2 separate regions of the Oryctolagus cuniculus genome follow, and region 1 is linked to region 2. The links are chromatin contacts, called in public Micro-C maps. All regions are on one chromosome and are shown on one strand. Each heading gives the region's core, a stretch centred on a gene start, on an enhancer-like site or on the middle of the called end of the contact. The rest is flanking DNA. Distances are from core to core; before and after follow the strand shown. Region 1 overlaps ZNF703 (zinc finger protein 703). Region 2 has its middle 360 kb from the start of ZNF703.

Region 1 (6,506 bases), core at 443-2,942, 360 kb after region 2:
TCGTGGGCGCCTACGCCGGCTACCCGTCCCAGTTCGTGCCTGGCCTGGATCCCAGCAAGTCCGGCCTCGTGGGGGGCCAGCTGTCGGGGGGCCTGGGGCTGCCGCCCGGGAAGCCCCCCAGCTCCAGCCCACTCACCGGGGCCTCTCCGCCCTCCTTCCTGCAGGGATTATGCCGTGACCCCTACTGCCTGGGAGGTTACCACAGCGCCTCGCACCTCGGCGGCTCCAGCTGCTCCACCTGCAGCGCGCACGACCCTGCGGGGCCCAGCCTGAAGGCGGGGGGCTACCCGCTGGTGTACCCCGGGCACCCGCTGCAGCCCGCCGCGCTCTCGTCCAGCGCGGCCCAGGGCGCGCTCCCCGGCCACCCGCTCTACACCTATGGCTTCATGCTGCAGAACGAACCTCTGCCGCACAGCTGCAACTGGGTGGCGGCCAGCGGGCCTTGCGACAAGCGCTTCGCCACCTCGGAGGAGCTGCTCAGCCACCTACGGACTCACACGGCCCTGCCGGGCGCCGAGAAACTCCTGGCCGCCTACCCCGGGGCCTCGGGCCTGGGCAGCGCCGCCGCCGCCGCTGCCGCCGCCGCCGCCGCAGCCTCCTGCCACCTGCACCTGCCCCCACCCGCCGCGCCCGGCAGCCCCGGGTCGCTGTCCATGCGGAGTCCACACACTTTGGGGCTAAGCCGGTACCACCCCTATGGCAAGGGCCACTTATCCACAGCGGGGGGCCTGGCCGTGCCGTCGCTGCCCACAGCCGGACCCTACTACTCGCCATACGCGCTGTACGGACAGAGACTGGCCTCGGCCTCTGCGCTCGGGTACCAGTAACTGCGGTCCCTCCGGCCACCGCCGCCGCTGCCGCTTCCCGCTTCGCTGCTCGCCCCGCCGGAAGCCCCCCGCCCTCCCCACCGGACTGTGTATTTATTTACTGTTCGCTTACAAGCTGGGAATATAAGTGCATTAACGGCCCACACGAGTCGATGGTATGCAGAAAGGCTGTAATAATATTAATCACACCAATAACTACATCCCCGCCCCCTCTTCCTGCCCTTTTTTTCACCCCCCACCCCCACCCCTTAGGTAGAAGTTTTTTAAAGTTTGATGCTTTTTTTTTTTCCTTTCCTGCTTGGTTTGGTTTTAGGGAAGGAGGGTGAGTTCGGTTTTCCCTCGCAGGGGGATTTCTTGCATGCGTCTTCTCCCCTTGAAACGACACCCACCACCACCATCACCACCACCACCACCACCCCACCCTCCTTTTCCCCTCTGGTTTGCTTCCATTCGAGGTTCTGGTTTTTTCCTTTGGACAAGCAGCGGAGTTATGGTTTCTGTAACACGGTTTGGGGTGCAGGGGGGAGGGGCCCGTGAGCGCCTCTTAGCGGCAGCCCTGCGTCCCCTCCCGAGGGACCCTGGGTCTGGGCCCCCCTATTGACTGCCCTGCTCCCCGACCGGAGCTTCCCCCACCCCGAGCTCACCACGGGAGGGGTGCACCTGGCCCCCGACCCTTGACCCCCTCACACCCCCCCCCGTCCCCGGCCCCCTTCCAGACCCCTCCCTCCGGGCCCCGACACTGGTGGTCCCGCCGCCCGCTGGCGTGGAGCTCGGCTCTTTTTTAATTTTTTTTTTTTTTTTCTGCAAAGTGCATTATAGTCGTGGTCTCTCTGCCTAGGCCGGGCTGCGGCGGCGGGGGCGGGGTCCTCGGCGAGCCCCCTCCGGCGCGCGGGGTCAGAAGCGGACGCCCCCCCCCCCGCGGCGGCAGCGGCCCGGGGTCTTCTCCCCGCCCCGCCGGGGGCTGCGGGGCCCGTGTGGGTGAACAGAGCGCTCCCTTGGTAAGACTTATTTTGTTAATAAATGGAATTCTTGGCTATATTCACACCGTGGTGTGTCTCTCTGTCGCCTCACGCGCTGTCCCGCTCGCAGCCAGCCAGGCGGCGGCGGAACGCCTCGTTCCTCCAGAAAGTCCCGCGCCGACGCACTTACCCAGACGCCTGGAGTTGCGTTCTTGTCAAACGTCGAACCCGGGGTCGGGGGAGGGGGGAGGCATTTGTAAAACTGGGGTTCGCGGGGCCGAGGCCCACCCGAGGCCGGCGGGCGGGCGGAGACCGCGTGCCTCCGGCGCCACCTGGTGGCGGGCAGGCGAGCGGCAGGCGGCCCACAGACCCGACGGCGGCCCGCTCGGTGTTTCGGAGGTGGCGTTCCTACTGAGGGCGTGGGGCTCCCCCCTCGCTTGCACCCCCAGAGTCTTGCTGGGAACCAAGCTTGGGGGCTGCTGAGAAGGGGACCGTGAAGCCGGCCCCCGGCCCGTTTGTTGCGCTTGCTCGCCCGACTCAAGCTTCCACAGCCGAGAGTGGGGCGCCGTCTCGCGTGCCGCCTCGGCGCCGCAGCCGGTGCTCCGGGCGGCGGGTGCGCGGGGCCACGCTGGCCCGCGCTGGGAGGCGGCCTCGCGCGCCCCCTGCTGGCCGCCGCTCCACGTGGGCTCTGCGTGGCTTTGGCACCCCCGGGCTCTCGGCCTTGGCTTAACCCTCGTACCGCGCAAACGGCGTGCTCTGCGGCGTGGGCACCAGCGCTCCGGGCGGAGGGTGGGGGTGCCGTCTCAGCCGGCACTCTGGGAACTCTACCACAGTGCAGAGAGAGTACTCTGCGCAGTGTCTGGGTGTGCATGTGCACCGTCTGTGCTTGTGTGCAGTGTCCATGTTCATGCGCAGTGTCCGTGTGCACCGTCTGTTCATTTGCACCATCTGTGTGCAGTTCGTGTGTGTGTCTGTGTCCGTGTGCAGTCTGTGTGTGCACCATCTGTGTGTTCATGTGCACCGTCTGTGTGCATATGCAGTGTCTATGTGTGTAGTGTTTTTGTGCAGTCTGTGTGTGTGTGTCGTGTCTGTGCATGTGTACCATCTGTGTGCATGTGCAGTGTGTGTGCTCTTGTGCAGTGTCTGTGTTCTTGTGCAGTATGTATTCGTGTGCACATCTGTGTGTGCTTTCTGTGTTCACATGCAGTATCTGTGTTGTGTGTATGTGCAGTGTGGTCATGTGCAGTGTCAGTGTGGTCGTATGTAGTGTCTGGCCGTGTGCAGTATCTGTGTGTTCGTGTGTAGTGTTGTGTTCATATACGGTGTCTGTGTTCATGTGCAGTGTGTGTGTTTGTGCGCAGTGTGTGTGTTCATGTGCACCATCTGTGTGGTCGTGTGCACTGTGTGTGGTCATGTGCAGTGTCTGCTCGTGGCAGCATCTGTGATTGTGTGCAGTGTGTGTTCATATGCACTGTATGGTCATGTGCAGTGTCTGTGTTTGTGTGCAATGTCTGTGCAGTGTGTTCATGTGTGCAGCATCTGTGTGGTCATGTGCAGTGTGTTCATGTGCAGTGTGTGTTCGTGTGCAGCATCTGTGTGTGTGTGTGCAGTGTCTGTATGTTCCTGTGCAGTGTCTGTGTGGTCATGTACAATATCTGTGTGGTCATGTGTAGTGACTGTGTGCAGCATCTGTGTGTTTGTGTGCAGTGTCTGTGTGTTCATGTGCAGTGTCTGTGTGCACCGTGTTCGTGTGCACTGTCTGGTCATACACAGCGTCTGTGTGTTCATGTGCAGGGCGTGTGTTCGTATGTACCATCTGTGTGTTTGTGTGCAGTGTCTGTGTGGCTGTGTGCAGTGTCTGTGTGGTTGTGTGCAGTGTCTGTGTGGTTGTATACAGTGTCTGGCTGTGTGCAGTGTGTGTTCATGTGCACCATCTGTGTGGTTGTGTGCAGTGTCTGTGTGGCTGTGTGCAGTGTCTGTGTGGTTGTGTGCAGTGTCTGTGTGTTCGTGTGCAGTATGTGTTCGTGTGTACCATCTGTGTGGTTGTGTGCAGTGTCTGTGTGTGTGCAGTGTGTGTTCATGTGCACCATCTGTGTGGCTGTGTGCAGTGTCTGTGTGGCTGTGTGCAGTGTCTGTGTGGTTGTGTGCACCATCTGTGTGTTTGTGTACTGTGTCTGTGTGGCTGTGTGCAGTGTCTGTGTGGTTGTGTGCAGTGTGTGTTCATGTGCACCATCTGTGTGTTTGTGTACTGGGTCTGTGTGTTTGTGTGCAGTGTCTCTGTGTTTGTGTGCACTGTCTCTGTGTTCGTGTGCAGAGTCAGTACTGACCATGCTAAGAGTAAGTACTGACCATGTGTGGGTCCCAGGGAAAGGAGCCGGGGCTGCTGGTGTCCCTGGGCTGGCAGAGCCAGGCTGCGAGCAGTGCCTCGCTGGGGGACCAGTGTGGTCGGATTTCTTGGGGTGTGGATTGAAAAAGACCTGAAATGTTGCTCTGTTGTCCTTCTTCTCTGTTTTGTTGGCTGTTTATTTCTTCCCGGTCTTTCCCCTCCTCACAAGTTCCATCACAGCCCCACTGGTTTTGTGTGGTTTTGAATGCCTGCTGTAACTGACCCTGCTCCTTCAGCAAGGAGACCTGGGCTTCCCTGTTACTTTACAGATTTCAGGGCGCCCCGGCACCGTGGGAAAGAGCTGGAGGAGGAGACTCCCGATTTCCCAGAGCGAGCTCAATCCCACAGACCAGGGGGAACTGACCTGGCACCCTGGAGGGGGGGCAGTGAAGGGTGAAAAACTCCCACCTGAATTTCGCCTGTCAAATGTATTGGTTGCTTTGGGGGACTGGGAAGGAGGCTGCTGGCTGGGGGGCGGGGACCCGGGCTGCCCCCAACTACCACTGGGACACGACCCCAAGGGGCAGGTAACTGAGGATTTCCTAGGAAAGGTGGCTGCTTAATTAGCTGTGGGGGAGTTCCTGCTTTCAATAGCACAATTCCCATGAAACAAAGTTGCCGCGTTAATAGAGTCAGCCCTCCCCTACCAACTGTTGATTTGCATGATTGATTCAGCTTTGAGATTCCAGTCCACCTTCTTCTCCACCTCCTTCTCTTCCGAGTCCTGCTCCCCTCCTTTCCCCTGGTCTCTTCCAGGCGCCAGAAACTGGGCGGGTGTTCCCAAGGCCCCAGGAAGGGTGGAAGCCACAGGGCGGGAACCTGAGACCCTGGGAGTTCCTGGCTCCGGGTCCTGTTTTCACACCTCTTGCCTGGTTATTTTTGTGGCCTTGTGGGCAGCAGTGAGAGCAAGGGAGGAGGAGTAAAAGTCTCACCCTCAGACATGGGTTGGCCTTGGATGGAATTGTGTCCTGTTGGGCTTCTCGCTTCCTGGGACACTGGTTGCCCGAGTGCGAGACGTAGGGACCCCTGCCCTGTCCAGTGGCCTTGCCCTGCCCCGTGCATGGGGCATGTGTCTCTCTGTGTAGGCACTAAGTCCCTTCCGATGTACGCCTGGGTTACGGTGCAATTCATCTTGCCGTAATCCCGGGGCCCTGCACCATATTCACCATCCCGTGGAGGAAGCCGCACTCCGGTGTTCTGTTTGATTTGATTTCATTCATCCTGTCTTTTCGCGAAATAGATGGCTGAGTGCATCCGATAATGTATGGTTTAATTTGGAGCACCGTGGGTTTGAATTACCATTTTCATAATGTGCTGTGCATTAATGTGTTACATCATTTATAAAGAGGAATGTGCCGGGTTTCAAACTTTCTCGGGGAAAGTCAAAGTCACCTCAAGCAAGCGCAAGCCAGATCGCGTGGAGCCGTCTCCTTCCCGAGAAACTCCCGCCTCCCCAAGCAGGGCCAGGTCCTCCGGCGCTGCCGCTGGTAAAACCCAGTGGTGAGGCACTTTTATATTTGCCTCATGCAGGTGGGAGTCCAGGTTTGGGGAGCCCCCCCAGAGCCAGAGCTGTCAATGGCAGCACAGAGCCCCCCTCATCATTGCATAACAGCAGCCCTGCAGCCAAGCCCCCTTCCAGTGGATGGCTCTCCTTCGACCCTAATCCCAGCCCTCCCTCCCCGATGGCTGTAATAACACCAGCTGTCTGTTACTCAAACTCTGACCGAGGAGGAAAAAGCACTGATTATCCAAATACAGTCATTAAAGGGGAAATGTGTTTTTAGGACTGTCAGAGTGATTAATGAGGGCTAGCCGTCTTTGCAAATGCACTTGTTTAGTCTAACTGGCAGCTTCTATTTTCCTATTGATTTATTGCAGCCGTTGCCGGGCCTGGGTGTGTGCGAAGTCAGGGCACTTCACAAGTGCACCCTGTTTAAACAGGAAAAGCATGCACCGTGTTTTTGTCCGCGAGGGGGGGAGCAGTCGCTCCCTTCACTTCAGTATCCAGGGGCCCAGACCAACAAAGAAGACATTAAAAATCTACAGCCCAGGGAGGGGAGGAAACTACCCCCGTTGGTCGTCCCCAGGCACTCAGCTCCAAGGTCACCATGGCCCCTGGACAAAGCCTGCCCTATTGTAGCACTCAGCAGGCCCTCATTTTCCCCTCCCAGCCTTCCCCACCCCCAGACCAGCTGTCAGCCCCTGGGTCCAAGAGGGAGAGGCCAGGACGAGAGAAACACAGACAAAGCAAGCTCTATGGTGCAGGGGTGAGGCGGGGTGGGTACACCGGCAGAGACCCCTGCGTTGGTTTGCACTTTGACAAAGAGGCAGAGG
Region 2 (6,232 bases), core at 1,875-4,374:
CTCTCTCTCTCTCTCTCTCTCTCTCTCTGCCTCTCCTTCTCTCTGTGTGTAACGCTGACTTTCAAATAAATAAATAAAGCTAAAAAAAGGAAGAAGTGGTGACAGAGCTGTAGGAGAATCCACCCCAGAGAAGGCTTCTTGGTGGTGGTGGATCTGGACACAGAGACCAATGTACATGAGTAAAACCAGCCTGGAGGGGCCGGCGCCATGGCTCACTTGGTTAATCCTCCGCCTGCAGTGCCAGCATCCCACATGGGCACCGGGTTCTAGTCCCAGTTGCTTCTCTTCCAGTCCAGCTCTCTGCTGTGGCCCGGGAGGGCAGTGGAGGAAGGCATAAGTGCTTGGGTCCCTGCACCTGCATGGGAGACCAGGAAGAAGCACCTGGCTCCTGGCTTCAGATCAGCACAGCACCAGCCATAGCAGCTATTTGGGGAGTGAACCAACGGAAGGAAGACCTTTCTGTCTCTCTCTCTCTCTCTCTCTCACTGTCTATAACTCTGTCAAATAAAAATAAAAAAAAAAGAAACTGGCCTGGAACACACTGGAACACAAGGATGGAGAGGAGGTTCTGGGGGTGCAAACGAATCTGCAGATGGACAAGTTCACAGCTCCGAGGAACAAGAGTGCCTGGCCAACTTTAAGAAGGAGAGGCCAGCCGGCGCCGCGGCTCACTAGGCTAATCTTCCGCCTAGCGGCGCCGGCACACCAGGTTCTAGTCCCGGTCGGGGCGCCAGATTCTGTCCCGGTTGCCCCTCTTCCAGGACAGCTCTCTGCTGTGGCCTGGGAGGGCAGTGGAGGATGGCCCAGGTACTTGGGTCCTGCACCCCATGGGAGACCAGGAGAAGTACCTGGCTCCTGCCATCGGATCAGCGCGGTGCGCTGGCTGTGGCGGCCATTGGAGGGTGAACCAACAGCAAATGCGGAAGACCTTTCTCTCTGTCTCTCTCTCTCTCACTGTCCACTCTGCCTGTCAAAGAAGAAGAAGAAGAAGAAGAAGGAGGAGGAGGAAGAGGAGGAGGAGGAGGAGGAGGAGAGGCCAGAAATGGCATGGTGGAGCAGGAGCTTCTATGGACCAGGGACCCAAGGGCAAGGTCCGGAGTTGTCTGAAATGCCAGGCTCAGAGGACCAGGCCTGATTTTACAGTTGAGGACTTCAACCTGGGGGATCAGTGGCTTACAAGAGAGTGTGAAACCCCAGGGGCAGCCAGGTCATAAAGGGGGTGGGGAAGGGCAGGCCAGGGCAGATACTTGTCATTGTTTGGCTGTCCAGCATTCAGCAGCATCCGCACAGCACACCGTCTCCCCATCCTCCGGTTGGGGTAAAAACGCCCCGCAAGTGCAGGGAGGCTGTGGTCTCCTTCCATCACTGGAGGCCATGGATTCTCTGTGCCACCACCCTGCGGCAGCCGGGAGAAGGCTCCAGATGGTCACAGAGAGTTGGCTGCCACCTCCTGGTGCAGGCTTTCTCACCAGCCAGGGACGAAGAGGCAAGGCATGCATTGTCATGGTCCAACAAGAGATTGTTGAGCGTGTGTGTGTGTGTGTGTGTGTGTGGCGGGGGGTAGTGCAAATAAATACTCCATGTACAGACGCCACCAGGCCCTACGGAAGGTCAGGGGAAGCAGGGAGCCAACGACGGTGCTTCGCAGGTTTCTGACTGGGTCACTGGCTGGGTAGATGCACGCACAGGCCATGCAGTGAGAAATACATTGCAAGAAGAGAACGCAGCTCTCGGGGAGCTAACACGTGCTGGTGAATCACAGAGTCACTGTCAACGTGGAGGTCAGGGGAGGCCTGTGGGAAGCACACGTGGATCTCCCACATGCAGGGCTGCATCTTAGCTTCCCAGTGTCACCGCCTAACTTAACAGACACAGCACTGGGGACTGGGATCGGAATCTCCTGAACAGACACAGCACTGGGGACTGGGATCGGAATCTCCTGAACAGACACAGCACTGGGGACTGGGATCGGAATCTCCTGGAGACGCAGAAGTGTGAGGGTAGCTAGGCACGGTTCAGGTTGCATCGTCTCCTAGAAAGAGGAAAGAAGACTCCTGTGTGTATTTATTTGATAGAAAGAGAACTGTGCTGGTTCACTCCCCAAATGCCCACAACAGCCAGGGCTAATCCAGACCCAAGCCAGGAGCCAGGAACTCCATCTGGGTCTCTCCCTGGTGGAGGCAGGGACCCAAGCACTTGGGGCCAACCTCTAATGCTTTCCCAGGTGCATTTTCAAGGAGCTGGGTCGGAAGCAGAGCAGCCAGGACTTGACCCCTGCTCACTTGGGATGCTGGAGTCGTAAGCCGTTGTACCACAGTGCTGGCCCGTCAGGCTGATCTTGAACCTTAGCAAGTCAGGGTTGTGACTGAGCAAATGCGTGTGCACACACACAGGTGAATAGTCGCAGCTTCTCAAGCTGGGGCTGAAAGCAAGCCCTGTTCCTTCCCCATCACCACTGCCCTCCCACCCAGTGTCTCACAGAGCAGCTCAGAAGCTTGTTAACTGACGCAGTGTCAGCACGAGAAGATCCAGGCATTTATTTTTTTATTTTTTTATTTTTATTTTTTTGACAGGCAGAGTGGACAGTGAGAGAGAGACAGAGAGAAAGGTCTTCCTTTGCCGTTGGTTCACCCTCCAATGGCCGCCGCGGCCGGCGCACCGCGCTGATCCGATGGCAGGAGCCAGATGCTTCTCCTGGTCTCCCATGGGGTGCAGGGCCCAAGCACTTGGGCCATCCTCCACTGCACTCCCGGGCCACAGCAGAGAGCTGGCCATCCAGGCGTTTATATAAAGCCTTTCTCAAAAGGGCTTCCCAGCGCTGCATGGGTAATGAACGTGTTCATCCCAAAACTCTGAGGGCCTGGATGAGCCGGCAGGGGCCCAAGGTCACTCAGGGAGCCCGGAAGAGGACGAGCCTTCGCCCCGCGCTGGCATGACTCATATTTTCCCTGCGTGTCCCCTGGGCTTGCTCAGTCCTGTCCCTTGGGTGGTGAGTCGGTGGTTGCAAAGAGTTCAGAGGCAAAGCCGCCAGGCTGGCTGGTTGGGGCAGGTCAGCAGCTCCTGCTGCAGCCAAGCTCTGCCTTGCGTGCCAACGGGCATCAGATGACTGCCTGGAAACCCTGAGACGGAGGCGGTGCGAGCAACGGGAAGCTGATCTGAGCGACTCGGCTCAGAAAAGTCTTCCTCGGAAGGCCATGCAACGTGGCGGGTAAGACGTCCACTTCCCACATCAGGCTCTCTGACATCCAGTTCCAACCCCCCCACAACGCAGACCCTGGGAGGCGGCAGTGATGGGTCCCTCACACCATAGAGGAGATCTGGGTGGAGTTCTCAGCTCCCAGCTTCGGCCAGCTTTGGCCAGGGCAAGCCCCAATCATTATGCACATTTAGGGAGTGAATCGGTAGATATAAGTGATCATTCTCCCTCTCTCCCTCTCTCTCTCTGTCTCTCTGTCTCTCTGTCTCAATCGCTCTCAATCTCTGCCTCTCAGAGATTCATGGAAGATGACTTAAATTCTCTGCCTGTCAAATATATATATATATATGTATATATATATATATATATATATATGTAGTTTTAATTTTATGCACTTATACATTTAGGGACAGCATTGTAGCTTAGCGGGTTAAGCTGCCGCCTGCAATGCTGGCAGAGCCCAGACTACATCACTTCCGATCCAGCTTCCTGTTAATGTGCCTGGGAAGGCAGCAGAAGATGGCTCAAGTGCTTGGGCTCCTGCCGCCCATGTGGAAGACCCGGATGGAGTTCCAGGCTCGTGGCTTCAGCCTGGCCCAGCATCGGCTGTTGCAGTCATTTGAGGAGCGAATCAGCAGATGGAAGATCTCTCTCTCTCTCTCTCTCTCTCTCCCTCCCTCCCTCCCTCTCTCCCATTCTGCTTTTCAAATAAATAAAGCAAATCTTTACACAATCTATATGAGTTTATTTTACAAAGGAGGACTCCCACTGCAGGAAATGGACAATCAATACGGAGGACAGTCATTCCCAGTCTCCGAAAGACACCAGGACCTGCCCCTGCGCGGAAGCCACAGCGGCCTGAGTCATAAAAAGACCTCCTTGGCCAGAACGGGTAAGCGCCAAGCCTCTGAGTGAAGCCAGCAGTTGAATAAGAGCTGTGTACTGTATTTGTTTAAATTTCATGCCAGTGAATGTCCTGTGACGCAGGAGACAGGTTTATGGAGAGAGAAATAAAATGTTGACAAATGGCCCTCTAATCAACTGGAACATGCAATAAATCATTAGAATGCCAATAACACTTCCAGGACAAGCTTAGAAAGGTCATTACTGTGTCACAATATATCTTCCAGCACCAAACAAAGCAAACAGAACATGTTGGGAATAGGATTATGGGGGAAGCATCTGTCAGTCCTAATTAAGAATTAACTACAGATCGTATCTTGGGAGATGTATAATTTATTTTCCCTCTTCTTCCTCCCTACATACTGGCAAAAAAAGAAAAATAAATCGATAAAAATTTTTAACCCGTTTGAGATCGGAGATGAGGTCCCAGGAGTAAGCCCCAAGTGCAGGCTGGGGCCAGCTGAGATCCTAGGAGTGCTGGCGGCAGGGACACGGGAGGGCAGGGGCCACGAACAGACAGCTGGAGAGATCTGAGCCAGCCGGGGCCCGGAAGCTTCTCCCTTTGCCCCAGCCCAGCCCAAGGCATAGTTTTACACCAGCAGGAATGTGGAGGGTTATTTAATACTTTGGCAACTAAGATGCATGAGCTAGAGAAAGGCAACAGGGAGGCTGGAAGTTAAAAAAGCAAAAAGGTGCCAAGTCCCTTCTCTGTGAACGTCCCCGTCACAACGGAGTTTGCCTGCAGGTTCTGAAAAACAAAACAAAACAAAAAAAAAAAAAAAAATACCAAAAAAAACTGAACTAGCAGCAACTTAAACAAAGGAGTGTTTATTTTTCTCCTATAACAGAGGTTCAGAGGTGGGAGGTGCTGGATCAGTTTTTGAAATGTCTGTCTTGTAATCTTTGGGGTGTTGGCTTTTGCCTTCTCTGACAGTCACATTATGGCTCCTGCAGCTCCAGACATCACGTCAGTGTTCAAGGGAAGAACAGAGGAGAAGGAAGCCACCAGCCTTTTTTTCCTCAGTTCTCAGGAAAGCAAGCATTTTCCCTGAATCCCCCAGCAAACTTCACACGGTCACCCCAAATAAAATCAGGGTCGTGCTGATGAGGAAGGAGGAACGGACCTTGCGCTGTGGCATGGCAGGGTTTGCCACAGTGGTGCATGGGGACTAGGGCCAAAGCAAGTGCCCTGCAGAGCAGGGGCCGGGCGGGTGAGTGCTGGCCTCTCGCTGTTTCCAGAAGGCTCTGTCTGTCCTGATTGCTGTCCTGGCCTCAGTGGGCAGCGGGTGTGCTGAGGTCTAGCTCGCTCTATGCTAACACGGCCCTTGTGCCACCTTAGAGTATCTCAGGCTAGTCACAGGAAAGTCAGTTTAGCGCCCAAGCAGCACCAGCAGAGAGGAGAGAAGATACTCCAGCCTTCGCCTCCCACGTGGTTGCAAGCCATCAACCGTGGAAGCTGCATCAAGGCCCCAAGATGACTGTGTTGTGGACACGGGTTTTGCTCTTAGCCTCTCCTTGTTTGGCCATGCATGTGTGTGCGTGTGTGTGTGTGTGTGTTCGTCTTCCATTCAAGTTGTCCCTCTCCCCCTCTTCTCAGGAGCCAGGCCCTGCCCTGGGGTCTCGTGGGCAGGGATCTTCACCGCCGCACCTGTTTTTCTTCACACCACGACAGCCGCGATCGCCACCACGCCAAGCATTGCTGTTGTTTCTCTCCCGCGTGCTTCCTGCCTTCCCTCCCTCCTGTCTCTTTCTGCTTGAGTTTGCATTTCGCCCTTTTATTTTCTTTTATTTTCTTTTTTGTGCTGACGGAGACAAGAGCTCATCCTGGCTCACCATTACAGGATTTGTTGCAAACTTCAAGTACAGGTTTATGACCGGCGGTGTCCTGGTTATAGTGCGGTTCTTACGGGCCCCTAATAAACCAGCTGCTCCGGGGGCCTCTTAAATTCCAGGGTGAAAGGTGGAAAGAAGGCAGCATTCAGCCCTACTACATTCAGAAATCCTCACTCACCCTCGAAGGCTGACTACGATGTTTTCCTTGTTGGGGGTGGGTAGCAAAAGCCTGTAACTCACGCTTGCCTGTGTAGACGGCAGCAGGCGTGGCTGGAGCTGGAAATAAGCACAAAGCACAGA

The links. A called contact is a pair of places that touch in the nucleus more often than the background predicts.
Region 1: a Micro-C map of ear pinna shows a contact between it and region 2, with 8 times the contacts expected there. The contact joins two enhancer-like sites. A contact is called at or near these places in 2 of 6 Hi-C or Micro-C datasets (ear pinna and psoas muscle).

Annotation. Positions count from the first base shown.
Region 1 is chr2:87,561,794-87,568,299 of mOryCun1.1, forward strand. It overlaps ZNF703 (zinc finger protein 703), which reads left to right. Exons shown (of 2, transcript XM_070068547.1): 2 at 1-1,869. The coding sequence ends at 827. Among named protein-coding and RNA genes, the nearest start is that of ZNF703, 5.3 kb to the left of the region's middle. Within about 2 kb of position 1,693, at least 2 of the 8 cell types and tissues checked have an H3K27ac peak or open chromatin away from gene starts, as enhancers often do. A contact at or near this core is called in ear pinna, where this site is marked.
Region 2 is chr2:87,196,382-87,202,613 of mOryCun1.1, forward strand. No RefSeq gene overlaps it. Among named protein-coding and RNA genes, the nearest start is that of ZNF703, 360 kb to the right of the region's middle. Within about 2 kb of position 3,125, at least 5 of the 8 cell types and tissues checked have an H3K27ac peak or open chromatin away from gene starts, as enhancers often do. A contact at or near this core is called in ear pinna, where this site is marked.